Regions from separate parts of the Zea mays genome. Here region 2 is linked to region 1. Evidence: chromatin contacts called from public Hi-C data. All regions are on one chromosome and are shown on one strand. The core of a region is the stretch at or near the end of the contact, and the rest is flanking DNA. Distances in the headings are between cores, read along the strand shown.

Region 1 (2,700 bases), core at 130-2,629:
AACTTTGAGCCCTTATAACTTCCAAATTATTGAGGTTTTGTCCTAGGTCACCACATCAAAATTGTAGACCTATCAAAGGTGAACAACTTTGCTTAAGGGTGTGAGCATGGTTGTTAAGAAAAAACTGGAGAAAAACACACTCAAAGTCAGACTGTCAGGCTGGGAAAATCTGAATTTCAGACTGACAGTGTAACTATAGAGACTTTGGGCAAGAATTCAAGCTTGATTTATTAGGAATTTGACCAAGGTTGCTATGAAAAAATTGTAGCTGGTTTGCAGCTCTACAACTTTGCTGTAGAGGTTTGGGTAGGTTGCCATGAAAATTTTCGAGAAAAACTGCCCTAGAACTTGGCTGTCAGGTGCACTAAATGAGTTCTCCCATGGTACAGTGCCTGAACCAGATCAGACTGCCAGCACGACAACCTCACCGTCGACGACCTTTCTGCCCGTAGATTTGTGTCGTCGCCTTTCTGATTCGCGCGCGGTATGGTGTGGATAACGCTGGGAAGGAATAACCTGCACGTGGCGCCATCTCCCAAGCCTAGCGGGGAACTTCACCGGCGGCCACCGTGGCTTGGTAACTTTTGCCGTGGTGCCGCTCATGCCGCGATCTGCCTCACTGTGCCTCCTACCGACATGGTATGCATGTGCTTGTGATGCTATCCGTGGCCGGAGACCATCTGTCGGGTCGCCGTGGCTATAAATAGCACGGTGGTCCATGGCGAGGTGAGATCATCCCACACCGTGAGTTGCATTGGAGCCGAATTCGCGCCACCTCTGTCCCCTTCTCTCAAATTAAGTGTGCGTAGTAGAACTAGAGTTCTTTGTGAAGCCATAGCACCCGCTCCCACCCTTAATCATCCACCCGAGCTCTTGAATTTCAAATTTCCCCCAAATTTGTCTCCGCCACCGCGAAGAACAGTTCCACCGTTGCCAATCCGTTCTGGTAAGGCACCGTCCAAATCAAGCGTTGTTTTCATGTCTCCTCATGTTTGTGAAGCTCACTGTGGCACTCATTTACCTAGTTCAACCATGATTTGGTGGGAACATGTGTTCGTAAGCTCGGTTTCCGCCATAATCGTGGTGAGGTAGTTTCCAGTAAGATTTATGTCTAGTAAATGGATGTTCCTAGGTCGCCTTAGGTCAGTGATGCCTCCCCGGTAATTAGCCATAGCAGCCATCACCGGCCATGGCCAGTACGAGCCGCGTCAGGGGTGATCTGCGAGCACACCATGGCCAGGGATGTTTGTGGGGAAGAAATGGAAGTTCGAGGGCATTTCTGCAAAGGGTCAGCGACTGTTTCAAATACTGTTTGGACTCCTTCGGGTTATTCAAAACTGCAAGGGCTTGTTCGCAAAGTCGCCATCGCGCGTGCGGGCGCGCGTGGGCGCGTCCCTATTCCTGTGCAGGCTGGGTCGTCTGGGTTACTTTCGGCCCAGTACTGTTCATGATTTTCTCCTTTTCTTTTTCTATGAAACTTTGAAAATCTATAGAAAATTGTAGAAAAACGATAAAAATGCCAAACCAATTTTCCTAGATTCCTAATTTTCCATAGTATTTAATAAAAATAGTTTCATGGTTTTTAAGTTAAATAGGGAATTTTGGAGTATTTAAAATAACATAAAACATTAGTTCTGGATTTTTAGAAAATAAATGGTAATTCCAAAAATTCCCAAACCTTTTTATTTTAACTTTAAACATTATTTAGAAGCCTTGGGTAGAGTTTGGTTTGAATTGGACCTTGTTTGATAATTAGAACCCACAACCCCCACCCCTGCCCTTTGAATTCCTTTAGTGACTCCGGAAACCCTAGTTTTCCGGTGAACCGTGAATTAAAATTGTATTCAAGAACCTTAGATAATAAATTCTTATTATCTTTGCACTCTCATGAGCATTACATGGCATTCATTCTTATATACACATATATATGGTGATGTTTAGAAAACGAAGAGGAAACCGAAGTAATTGAAGAGAAGACACCACCACCACCCTCGGAATCTCAGGCACGAAACTGTTTCTACCTCGATATCTGCGGGTCCAAACCTGACTCACCTATCAACGAAGGCAAGCCCCGGTGCATTTGCCACCTTCCTTGATGTTTTAAATCTTTCTCACTTGATTAATGCATTAGGTAATAGGAGTTGAATGCTTAAACAATTCCTGCATTACCTTCCTTGTACTTGATTACCTTCCTTGAAGCCCTGTTTTTACAAAAGGTTTTACTATGCTTAGTATTGCTCTAGCAAAACAAAAGGTTTGTTTTACAAAACATGATTGGCAAAGTGGGAAGGATGTTTTTGAAAATAAAACTTGATGGTGGATCTATCATGGCCGTGATGGGTTCAACATCGGAAAAGATGTACCTCTACCAGGTACCAAACTTTGGGTTTTAAATGATTAAGCTGAGACCAGGCGGGTGACTTGCACGAGAAAGGAGTCTCGGTGTAGTGTCTCCGTCTGAGTCGATTAAGGACCGTGTCGATGTAGGCCTGCTGACCGAGGACCCTTTAACTGGTCACATGCCTCGTCATGGGTAAGCCTTGCCTCGGGCAGACTAAGGCCAGAATAAGATAACACGGAATGGGCGTGGAGCGGTGGCGAGAGTAGCGTGTACCCTCCGTGGCAAGAGGCTGGACAGTGGTGTATCTGTGCTCTCGGTTCGCGTGAACCTGATCTGGTCTTAAGAACCCCGGTGGCGGG
Region 2 (2,882 bases), core at 350-2,849, 260 kb before region 1:
ATATCTTCCGGCACGCATTCACAGTAGGCAGAATCTCGTTAAATATCCAGTTGTTCCTGGTTTTCTCTTTTGTTGACACGGAGGTATTTTTTTATCATTAATTCATCATCATTTGCAGACGGTCGCATTCCGGTCTTAATTATTCGGAGACTCTGATAAGCAGCAAGACACGCTACGTCGCGAGATAGCTAGCGTCTCGTACGTCGATGTCGAACTCGAGTGTTAGTAATAAGGATGACGGAGTGTAAGAAAGTCTGTGCGTATCAAGTTCAATCCGTTGAAATTTAGCATCCTCAATCGATGAAATGACGAGATTATTATATAATTAATGTCCAGGTGGTTGTCTAGAACGCGATCGCCACGGAAACTGATGGTTAATTTAAACCCCTGCCCCTCTTTCAGACTTGCAGGAGATCGGAGTACGCTCGGGTGAAGGTATCACATAAACAAATCTGTCTCTTAACATTATAGTAGTATCTATGTACTGACTTTGAATCGGTCTGCCGTCTCCGTCTGCTATTTTGTTTCTTAAACATGGAAATGTAAGAATATTTGTTGGGTATAATCGGTCTACTCTTCATTTCTTGAAGATGGAATTGAAAGAATAATTGATGGGTATAACCTTGGCTGAGTCCAATAGTTCTCTAAACAACTCTCTAAATTTTAAATTTAAGAAGTGAACAGAAAAATGCTTCTCCAATAGTTCTCTAAATAGACTTGCTAAATTTACTTAGTTGCTATTCAACTCTATTTACTCTCCACATTTAGCAACTCGGTAGGAACTCCCTAAATGCAGTTGACGTCAATTTCTTCACACTAGCGTGATTAATTTTCTCTTTCCCACACAGTGAGATAGCCAGGTATAGCACGCTCTTTTTTCATTTTCTAGCATAATGAGGTAGCTAGGTCAAACACGTATGACACAAGTTTCTCCTTCACCGTCGAACCCAACTTCCTCATAGGTTGCGCCACCGGACCATCACTCATCCATAGTTCATATCGACCGACCTTTTTTCTTCCGCCCTCACATCCTCTGCTCTCAACCTTATTATCACGCAGATCTCATAGGGACAGGGCCACTAAAGCTAGATTCAAAATCGAACTACTTTCTAAATATGATCAACTATTGGAGACTAAGAGCAACTCCAAGAGACTAGGTATATGGTTTTGTAAAGATAAATTTAACTAATATTAAAAGAAAATTGTATCCAATAGACTCTGTAAACGACTCTTCAAATTTAGTGGCTCTCTATTTCTCCATCTTCGCTCTCCAATTTTGGATAGCCTGCTTCACTCTCTATTCAGTCCGTAGGTTTACCGAGTCTGTTGGATTAGCCTACATTTTTTCTCTAAAATCTATTTTAGAGAGTAACTAAATCAGTAAATTTGGCTAGTCTTTTTAGCTAATTTTTTGGAGTTGCTCTAAGTTATTTTTTACTTCCAATAGCTATTTAGCAACTTGCTAAACATGATTTTAGCAAGCTATTTTTTAAAGAACTACTGGAGTTGCTCTAAGCGAGCAGTTTTGGATCCACACGCTTGGGCCGCGGCATCAGCCATCAGGCAGGCAGAAAGATCGCGCACGGCCCAAATCTTCTCGGCCCGGATGCGGCGTCTCGCTTGGGCCGCTGCAAGTTGTTACCGGTAGAGCATTTTATCACACAGGTATACCGTCAAAGTAAAATGATTTCTATTCACAATCTGGATTCTATAATTTTATCCAAACATGCCTTCTGTCATTTCGACGAAATCACACGAGCAATCCACAATGCCGCTGCCAGTTAGACAAGTTTCCCCCATCGGACAACTTTTTCGGCGCGTGTTGACGTCGCCCTGTCACGACTCACGACCGTGCCAGCGGTCCCGGACACTGACCACGCCTACGCGAACGGAAACGGTAAAAAAACCTCTCTCCTAATTCAGTTATCACATTTTTTTATCGATACTAAGAGTTAGATAGCCATAAACGAGAACGGTCCAGATATATGGTTACACGAAAATAGATTAAAACGAATGGAACGTGTCGTAAATGGAAACTTTAGGAAAAAAATATCGTAACATCACTCAATAAACTACAACTTTAAAGGTTTAGGACGTTTAAAAGTCAGTACAAGGACATAATCTTTTTAAAGACCAACAATTTATGCAAATACGATACTTTTTCGGTTAACATTCATCGATCTTTAACCTCAAATTTGCAAATACAAAAAAAAACAAGAGGGAGTAACATCAAACATTATGTAAGTGAGCCCTAATCCACCATGCCACCATAGGCATCACAGTTCACATCCTATCCAGATAGCGCGACCAAAATAGGGAAAAGCAGGCATATCCCAAAAAAGGAATTTTGAGTATACAAACGAAAACACATCGAACCATTTTCGTTCTCGTTCCCACAATTAGTATCATATTTCCATGACATTCTCGTTTTTCTCTCACAAATATGAAAACGGTTCGAGTAAAATCGGAATATGATACCGGACAAAACAGGATTTTTGTCGCTCATTTTCATCCCTATCTAGAATATGTCCACTATCCCTCTGCCAACCACGTGGCATAACCATACAAGGATAAAAATAGGATGGATGTTAGTTCGTTTTGAAAAGATTTTGAAAAAGGTCAAAATCTTATATAGGCCGCTCATATCTGAATCTAAATATTAAATATCTAACCATATCCAAATACAAATGCTCAAAACTAGATTTCTGTTATGGATTTGAGATGGATATTAATATCCAAATGATTTGTATTCGACCCTAAGATCGAGTAGAACATAATAATTAACACTACACCTAAGTAACTCTATTTTTTTATCAGCAACTACTTCTAATGGATACAAGTAAGCTCGTCTAGACCACACTCCTATGGCCCGCCTCCTCTAC

Evidence for each region. Hi-C and Micro-C count contacts between places; a contact is called where the count stands out from the background.
Region 2: a contact with region 1 is called in a Hi-C map of ear, with 2.5 times the contacts expected there. The contact joins two enhancer-like sites. A contact is called at or near these places in 2 of 25 Hi-C or Micro-C datasets (ear and tassel).

What each region holds. Positions count from the first base shown.
Region 1 is chr4:147,890,955-147,893,654 of Zm-B73-REFERENCE-NAM-5.0, reverse strand. No RefSeq gene overlaps it. Among protein-coding and RNA genes, the nearest start is that of LOC100303949, 85 kb to the left of the region's middle. Within about 2 kb of position 1,379, at least 18 of the 20 cell types and tissues checked have an H3K27ac peak or open chromatin away from gene starts, as enhancers often do. A contact at or near this core is called in ear and tassel, where this site is marked.
Region 2 is chr4:148,152,583-148,155,464 of Zm-B73-REFERENCE-NAM-5.0, reverse strand. No RefSeq gene overlaps it. Among protein-coding and RNA genes, the nearest start is that of LOC103643845, 27 kb to the right of the region's middle. Within about 2 kb of position 1,599, at least 10 of the 20 cell types and tissues checked have an H3K27ac peak or open chromatin away from gene starts, as enhancers often do. A contact at or near this core is called in ear and tassel, where this site is marked.